Linked DNA regions of Arachis hypogaea: regions 1 and 3 are each linked to region 2. The links are chromatin contacts, called in public Hi-C maps. All regions are on one chromosome and are shown on one strand. Each heading gives the region's core, a stretch centred on a gene start, on an enhancer-like site or on the middle of the called end of the contact. The rest is flanking DNA. Distances are from core to core; before and after follow the strand shown.

Region 1 (3,030 bases), core at 120-2,619, 200 kb after region 2:
AGTTGCTTGATAAATCCCTGTATTTAAAATTCCCATTAGTTATAACCAAAAAATGAATCAAAATGCCATTATCTAATATATATTTTAACAACTTAACTGAAACCTGATATTAATAGTTCAATAAGAAAGTCAGATATGATTCAAAGCAAAAAGGATTTCGACAAAAAATGCGAAGAATTGAAAGAGAGGAAAGTATTACAATATTTTTAAATGCAATAGGTTTCCAATATCTGGCGGGATTCTTCCTTGAAAATAATTGGCTCTCAAGTACCTTTCATTATAACCAAATAAACTGTATCAGCCCTTACGCAAGAAAATTAAAGGGATGATCATGAAAAGCCAAAGCACTATTATTGTCTATTTCACTTACAATGCTCTTAGCTCAGTACAATTGGTAATCTCATTAGGAATAATATCATGTAAACCGTTCTGATGAAGTGCCCTGTTTCGATACAAACCAAGAATTGAATAAAATGAGGGTATAATCATAGATGTTAAATCTCCATTTTTGAGAATTGAAGTAGTGAACAAGTGGAAGAGGAAAACTACTTACAATCTCCGCAGTCGACTGAGTTTGCCTATGCTGGGAGATATGATTCCACCAAGTTGCATGTAAGGCAGATTTCTGAGGAACACAGGATAAACATACACGTTACTGTACCAGATTATTGCCTACCTAGTAACTATGAACTATACTCTAGTAACGGAAAAGACAAGAGAATGAAGAATATGAGCTTCTTACATACATGGAGCGAACTCGCTGTTCTTTCTCGGGATAACAGGTGATACCAGTCCATCTACAATAGGACTTGATATTAGAATGTTGCCAGTTACTGAGAAAATTCCTTGTGTCATTCAAACTGCTTTTGATTTCCAACAATGTGACACCTAGAAGATCAATGAAAAATCAAAAGTTTGAAAACTCAATCAATTAAAGTTACTTAGAACAAGAATGAAATGTGAAAAATCTAGCCAAAAGACCAAAAAGTAAAATAAAGGGGTCCATAGATTTTACCATCTTGTGAGAGAGCAAGAGAGGAATGGAAGTAAACAATGGTGGAAATCACCAAAATCACCCAAGCTACCAGAGCCCTTTCCATTTCCGGCTTATTCTAAATGGATTCTAGTTCAGATTTTGCAAAGTGAAGTGGGTGGAGAATGGAGTTTAGTCACTGGCTGCAGTCACTGAGAAAGAGTGAAGTGAACAGAGAGGATGATGATGAATCCATAGGTTGGTAGTGTGATGAGAATGGGGTAGACCTCAGGGGCTTGCCAACGTGCCATGATTGAACGTTCTTTAGCGGAAATAATGATTTGAACTTTTGAAGCATGCATGAAGAGAGAGAAAGGTAATGCTTGCTTTTTACTCCACTATTCGAAACAAGGCAAACTAAATTATAGTGATCTTTTTTTCGTTTTCTGTTATTCATTTATTTATTTAAGAAAAATACAGGTAAACAATGAGAATACTAAATAATGGATATGTTGATTGTTCAACTGAATAGGTACGCAGATGATTATGTTCATTATTTTTAATTGGATTATTATTTCTTTTAATTCGATTTACTCATGCACAGTTAACAATAGTTGAATGTTCAATTCATGTGCAAATAGTTATTCTAATATTAAGGTTTCGAAAGTAATTTAGTGTAGAGTGTTTTTAAATTTTATTAGGACAATTTTAGAGTCAATTATTCACATTATCTACAAAAGTGATTGTATAACTAACAAAGATCATTTATTTATTCTACCAGCGAATGCATTGTTCATGTCTTCATGAAACCTTAAAGCCAGTACCGAGTAGCCTAGCACAGCGTTTCAGTCCCACTATGGGTAGAAGAAGTGAAATTCGGACAGGAGGTCTAACAATTTTCAATTGTGATAAACTGATGATTTAAAACTGACAAATATTTTTAGAACATATAAAAGTTTTAAAATTAAAGTTAAATAGATGCACGGTATATTTTGCACTGCCACATAATAAAATTCAATAGAGTCACCAAAAAAATAATAAACTTCAATAGAACAACTAAAGTTGCGAACAACGTACATAACAGGCTGCGTTTTTAAGTTCAATATTCAGATAATAATTAATTAATTAAGAATTTTAATTTTAATTTTAAGAATCTGAATTTTAATTTTACTTTTTTTTTAATCTGTTGTTGGTGTTGTTACTATATACATTGTTCCCTTATACTTATGCAATTAAATGACTATATAAACAATAATGTATTTGAAAAGTAATTATTTTACTAAGATGACAATATATAATTGAATTTAATTTTGATATAGTCAGTGTAAAATAATTTCATGCCATATCAATAAAAATAACTACTTTTCACATTAACCATATAAATAATCATCTAAAATAATAGATGTGATTACACAACTATGTAAATTACACCGTCAATATATCAAAATTAAAATCTATATAATTATATGTTTATGTAAAACTCTTACACCTCAAATTTTTAAGTTATTCAATGTAAAAAAAGAAATTATTAGTTGTGCACATTATTTCCCTCGGTAAAGAAGTACCTTCAAGTTTCAAGCATTAAATATTAGGAAATGAAGACACAAAATGTTATCTATAAAGAAACAGAAAAATGAATAAATAGACAAGATTATTTATTCTCCAAATTAGTGTCCCAAAATTTTTTTAATCAAATTCGTCTTTTAAAAATTTTAAATTAATCATATTAAACCTTTTAAAAATTTTAAATTAATCATATTAAACCTTTTATCATCACTTCCGTTGCAAACGGCATTAGAATTTATTAATGTAATATATTAGGTAACACTACAGCACACACTTCGTAGTCCTAATTGACGGTTAATATGGTAAATTTATGAAAATGAAGACAGAAAATATCTATCTCTTCTTTATCTCTGTTTTTTGTTTCAACATTAATATCTAGATGCAGACTTAATACCACAATTAGAAAATGTTAATACAAATATAGATAACATAAAGAGCCATAATGATAAAACTGAAAACGTAGCAATAAACAGAAATAAATAAATTCAACT
Region 2 (2,965 bases), core at 8-2,507:
AAAATCACTTGTTCATACAGCCTTCCTTGTATAAGAATATGGCAATCTAAGATCGAACAATCAAACCAGGACAATCATATCCGTCCACAACATGCAGTGCAATCGATGTATCTAAGTATCTTCTTACAGGCAGTCAAATATTGTCCCTTTCGTTTTCCATCAACACATCAACCCGAGGGGGGGAGATAAAAAAGGCAAATCACATCTTTTACCCCCAAAATCAACTAACTAACAATATAATGTACATTTGAACTAAGAATCAATCAGCCTCTTGCAACCCATCGAGCACAACAGACCCAACAAACAACCCAACCGCGCCAACTCCAAGTACGGCGGCGACAACCGCCTGTACTGCAACAAGAGCAGCGGAGTCATCAGGGATGAGAACAATCGCCGCGATGGCTGCGACGACGGCTGGCAGCGCCGCGGAGGCGAGGGCGGAGGGAGAGAATCCGGCGGCGTTCTCGAGCAGGCTGAGCAGTCCAAGCTCCTCGGCTTTCGAGAAGACGCCAAGCTTCTCGATGGAGGAGAGCGTGAGTCCGAGCTCCTCCGCCTTGGAGAGCAGCCCCGCCTTTTCGACGTTGCTGAGGACCTTCCTCTTTTCCAACTTCTTGAACACGTCCACTTCAACTTCCTCGCTTCCCTCGTAGAAGATCCCCGCCCCAAACCACTGCTTCTCCCAATTATCGTCGTACTTGTTCACCTTCAAGTATGAAACGATTAAAAAGTTAGTTAGACGGTTACGTAGGGACGTACAGGTGTTATGATTTGTTGGTTAACAGTCACGGATGCAGAAAAATTAGTTAGTCATGCAGTTGAGAAGTTAGTTATTGGCAGTTAGAGATGTTAGATATTGAAAATATAACAGAGTGGTGAGAGGTGAGTTGTGGGTTTGTGTAATTCTTTACCTTCTTTTTGGGAGCCATGGCGAGGATGGTTAAGGGTTTCCTGGCGGTGGCGGTGGCGGTGAGAAGGGAAGGTTTGCGGCGGAAGGAGCTGAAGGAGAAAGTGGTGTGGTTGTTGTGGAGTGATCGAAGAGAAGGAGATGAAGAAGAGGCAGGAACTGCCATGGATGAGATGGGTTTGGGGTTTCGGTTTCGGTTTGGGAGCTTGGGTTGCAGGAAGAAAAGGGTTCTCTGCTGTAGTGCTGTTGGTGTCTAAACTGCCACGTGGGACCACCATGAAATACTAATAACCTTGTTTCTCCGTAACGCGATCTTCTTGTTACATTTCCACCAATCAGATTGAAGATAGCTTTATCTTTGGCTACCTATCAAAAGCTTATAAAGACATAAGGAAAGTTGAAATGGGTCAAACTAGTCGACTAGTTTGTGGATTTTTACTCTTAAAATTAAATTCCTTTAAATTTTAGGTTAAGCGAATGAGAGTTCAATTAATCTGAAGAGGTTAAAAGAGCTGTGATGACCATGAGTTCATTTAAAGCTCTAGGGTCAGATGGATTTCAAGCAGTTTTCTATAAAGAGTTCTGGGACTCTCTTAGCAACGATGTGTGTAGACTGGTCAAGCGAGCCTTTGAGGGTGAGTCATTGAATGCGGCTATTTTCGATACTCTTATTGTTCTAATTCCTAAAGTGGAAGTTCCCTCTTCCTTACGGGAGTTTCGGCCTATTAGCTTATGTAATGTAATTTATAAAATTGTCACAAAGGTTCTAGTTAACAGGTTCAGACCTTTTCTGTCGGAGATCATTGGTCCTTTGCAAGGAGGGTTCATTCCAGGAAGAGGAACCACAGAGAATATTATTATTGCTCAAGAGATTATGCACTTCATGAGGAACACCAAGTCTCGAAAAGGGACCATGACATTCAAGATTGATTTGGAAAAAGCTTATGACAGGGTAGACTGGCGTTTTCTGGAAGCTACTTTGGTCCGGTTTGGGTTTCCAAAGGCTACCATTAATCTTATATTGAATTGTGTGACTTCCTCTTCGTTGGCAGTTTTGTGGAATGGGAACAGGCTCCAAAATTTCAATCCGAAGAGAGGGTTGAGGCAAGGAGATCCTATGTCTCCTTATCTATTTGTACTCTGTATGGAAATGCTTACCTGCTTTATCTCTCATAGAGTTTTCCAAGGTTTGTGGAACTCAGTTGCGGTTTCTAGGAATGGACCACGACTCTCTCATTTGATGTTTGCAGATGATCTTTTGCTTTTCTGTAAGGCATCAAAAGCTCAAGTAATAGAGGTCATGCATTGTTTGGACTTGTTTTCTAGAGCGTCAGGTTTAAAGGTAAATCTTCATAAGTCAAAGGCCCAGTGTTCCAAGAGGGTGTCGGAGAGGAGAAAAGAGGTTCTCTCAGGGGTCTCTAACATCCGGTTCTGCAATGATTTGGGTAAATACCTGGGAATTAACATCGGTCATGCCAGAGCTTCCAGGAAGACGGCTCAGGAGATTATTGAAAAAATTTCGAGAAAGCTCTCCAGTTGGAAAGGACGCCTACTGAATAAGGCAGGGAGGCTTTGTCTTGTTAAATCGGTTATGGCCTCTATCCCAGTTTATGAAATGCAAATTTCTCTTCTCCCGAAGTATGCATGTAATAAAATTGATTCCTTGATGAGACAATTCTTGTGGAAAGGCCAAGCGACTGGAAAAGGGCTGCCTCTGGTCAGGTGGGAGGTCGCCATAACTCCTAAAAAGGCAGGAGGATTGGGTATTAGGGATACTTCCTGTGCTAACATGGCGCTTCTGGAAAAGTTGGTATGTGATTGTCTAAATAATAGTGAGAAGTTATGGGTGCAGGTTCTGAAGCATAAATATCTCAGGAATCAATCTGGTATGAACGGAAACAGTAGAAATTCTTCATCGGCTACCTGGAAGAACATTGTTAGTGCCTATGAGCATCTCAAGGAAGGGCTTCATTGGAATATTGGAGATGTCCACAAATCAGTTTGGTATGATGAGTGGACTCCTTTTGGTAAGCTTTGCAACCTTGTTCCTTATGTACATAT
Region 3 (3,184 bases), core at 405-2,904, 140 kb after region 2:
CCTTGAGGTGTTGGCTTGAATCTGTTGATTTCTTGATATAACTTCTTTTGTTTGCTCTATTAAAATGTTCTTTTTTTTTTTTTTTTTTACATGTGGGATACTATTTGTTAAAAATAAAAAAAAAATGAATTCTAACCAAAAAAGAAAAAAATAATTTAATGTTGTTAAAACTAATGAGATTACGATAATAGGTAAACTACTTTAAAAATGATAAGTAAGTCAAACAATAGCCTTTTCCTCCCCGTGTCAGCATCTAATTATTTGTTTATCCATAGCTAGCATAGCCATCATAATTTGTGGGCATCATAGACGGCATGTGGACACCAAAAACGGTACCTTGTTATATATGTTAAATTTAAATGGAATTAATCTCTTATTTTATTAATTGATCAATATTTTTACTTTAAAGAAATTTGATCCTATTTTAAATTTGTAGATGTATTATATTCATAAAAGACAAAACAGAGTCATTCTATTTATTAAAGCTTGACACATTAATAAATTTACGTCTGAATTAAATTAACGTTTAAATATTTTTATTACATAAAAACTGTCTTCTATAAATATCAAACTAGTTTAATTTATTTCATGGTTAAATTTGTTAATATTTTAAAATATTATCAAAAATAGTAGTTTATTAAACAAAATTATTAATATTGGTTTAAAATTAGTATTCTAAGAACAGATCGAGATTAGAAATTAGTTACCGAATTTTAGTTTAGAACGAAGATTGGTCAATAATGAATCAATTAAAAAAATTGAAAAACAGTAAAACAACCAATTAATTAATTGAACTGATTTCTTTTTTTAATAGTTAATTAATTTAAAATAATAAAATATAAAAAATATTTAAAAAATATATATTTTATATATAAATATATTATTTTATTATATCCAATTCAACTCTAAATTTAACTCCAGATTAAATTTCAATTAAACTATTAAATTTCTAATTTTACGGATTCATTAACTTTATTGTCATAACCTTAATTAAAATAAGACAAAAGAAAGTGTTAATTATTTAACCTTTTTCTTCGATCATATAAATATTATTTCTCTTTCATCAACCCAAATCAAATCAACTAAACCATTAATAAAAAAAAGTGTTATGAAAAAGTAAATTTTGTAATTTATAGTTATCAATTAACTATCATTAATAATTTTGATGATATAAAATTATATCTAATTATTTAAAATTATTTATTTTTCTTTCTTATTAAATAAATACTGATTAGATATTAATAAAAATATTGGACATATTCGGCTAAATATTTATTTTTCTATTTAATAATAATTTTCCTAGATTTACTCTTAACTAAATAAGATTTCACATGTTCGGCTGGACTAAGGATTCCAGCGTTGCTGAACATGATATCCAGTTGTCCATGATTGTAGACAGTTGGCTGGACAAGGCTTTTCACTTGATCTTCGTCCGTTACATCGCAATGGAGGAAGGTGCACCTGTGAGTACCAATGGAGGCAGCTACCTGATTCCCAAGATCATCTTGGACATCCGCAACCACCACCATAAGGGCGCCCTCGTCGGCAAACACACAAACAGTCGCTTCCCCGATGCCGCTGGCGCCGCCTGTGACTATGGCCACTTTTCCCGCTAACTTTTTACCACCGCTGGGAGATGCTGATGTTTTTTCCATTTTTTTATGTATAGGTTTGGTGACTAGTCTCGTTATCTGCAGAGATTGATGAAGGTCGCAATTATTATTATTATTATATATTTATGTTCTCACATGCATCCATTAATTATTGGTCACTACCTAACCTATCTTTGTCTTCTATCTTTTCTTTATATATCAAAATTGACAAAATAGAGATCAAGAAAAACTCGAGTGTCTTGACTGTTATAGCATTATAGCTTAAGAAAATTAAAATAACTATAACTTTATCGCAAACAACTTTTATATTTAAATTGGAAGTCCTCTCTCCTCGAATCCAAGAGCTCCTCTAGGGTTTGAAGGAGTGTAGTGCCAAGTCCATTCCATCGTGCTCACATCTGTCTGTAACATTGAGTCATAGTCGCCTGAATGTAGTCCCAATATTGACCAAAATCTGACATAAACACAAAATATTATCATGTTAGGAAAAAAAACAACGAAACAGTAGATCCCAATAATGCTTCTGTTGAGTTAGAATTGATTTTGATATAGTGATATATGATGACAAACATTTATTATTGGGTTGAAAGCCAAAATGTGTGCTAACAAATTTAAGAATAAAGTGATAATCAGATCCTCAAAGATGTTGACCTTAGACTAATTAGTCTTTAAAGAAAAAAAAGTATTAATTAGGTCCTCCAAGATAGTAAACGGTGGATATGTATGTCCTTTTATCAATGAATAGTGCGAAACGAAATATAATTATCCATGTATTTCATTATTTACAGTGGTACATGTCTCATTACTGTCATATGAGCAGAAAAACGATGCAATTTTAGACAGTGAAGCATTTATTAGCTTGAGTTTTCATATACCCTTTATCAATTGATCTCTATTTAATTATTTATCACAAATTTTATCAAAATAAATGAAATTTCGCTACAAAAGTTGTTATATACATGACTATCTTTCATAGATAGACACCTCAGAGTAATTAACAGTACATATAAGCATCACCGTTAAATTTTAGTTGATGAATTGATAGAAAGACATCATGTGTTTACCGTTTGCTATCCTGTAAGATCAAATTGGTACTTTTTTTTCTTTAAGGACTAACTAGTCTGAAGTCAAAATCTTCAGGAACCTAATTCCAAATTTAATTAGTGAACCAGACCCAAACAAGAAGCACACATAACTATTCTACATGAAGGCTTCAGTCCATAGGAAGGATGAACAAAAATAAGATTCACCATGCTTTTGGGCCATCAATTGCTGATCTCTAATCAAGACTAACAAGCACATTACAAGCCAAAGAAAAAATGCTCAGAATTGGTTTAAGCTAAAATGAAAACGAGATCTCTAAATATTGGCATCAAAAGGGAAAGAAAGAAAAAGTCAAACAATGAAGCCTAAGACAAATAAAAAAGAATATGTGCGCATAAAGCTGGATATGGCAAAAGCTTATGATAGAATATAATAGGACTTCCTAAAAGAGGTCCTAATTTCTATGGGTTTCTCTGAAAAATGGGTAAACCTCATTTGAAAATGTATCTCTACCAAAACAACTTCTC

Evidence for each region. A called contact is a pair of places that touch in the nucleus more often than the background predicts.
Region 1: a contact with region 2 is called in a Hi-C map of leaf, with 4 times the contacts expected there. The contact joins the promoter of LOC112750626 here to the promoter of LOC112750624 in region 2. A contact is called at or near these places in 2 of 8 Hi-C or Micro-C datasets (both in leaf).
Region 3: a contact with region 2 is called in a Hi-C map of leaf, with 3 times the contacts expected there. The contact joins the promoter of LOC114925359 here to the promoter of LOC112750624 in region 2. A contact is called at or near these places in 5 of 8 Hi-C or Micro-C datasets (leaf and an unstated tissue).

What each region holds. Positions count from the first base shown.
Region 1 is chr15:127,363,675-127,366,704 of arahy.Tifrunner.gnm2.J5K5, forward strand. It overlaps LOC112750626 (LRR receptor-like serine/threonine-protein kinase FEI 1), which reads right to left and starts at 1,370. Exons shown (of 13, transcript XM_072216743.1): 1 at 1,016-1,370; 2 at 743-888; 3 at 554-625; 4 at 371-442; 5 at 200-271; 6 at 1-17. The coding sequence starts at 855. It overlaps LOC112750627, which reads right to left. Exons shown (of 2, transcript XM_025799427.3): 2 at 2,986-3,030.
Region 2 is chr15:127,166,212-127,169,176 of arahy.Tifrunner.gnm2.J5K5, forward strand. It overlaps LOC112750624, which reads right to left and starts at 1,258. Exons shown (of 2, transcript XM_025799422.2): 1 at 909-1,258; 2 at 1-703. The coding sequence starts at 1,070. The coding sequence ends at 260.
Region 3 is chr15:127,309,771-127,312,954 of arahy.Tifrunner.gnm2.J5K5, forward strand. LOC114925359 ((+)-cis,cis-nepetalactol synthase NEPS3) reads right to left here and starts at 1,655. Exons shown (of 1, transcript XM_029292963.1): 1 at 1,281-1,655. The coding sequence starts at 1,655. The coding sequence ends at 1,281. It overlaps LOC112750625 (a long non-coding RNA gene), which reads right to left. Exons shown (of 4, transcript XR_011872230.1): 4 at 1,696-2,067.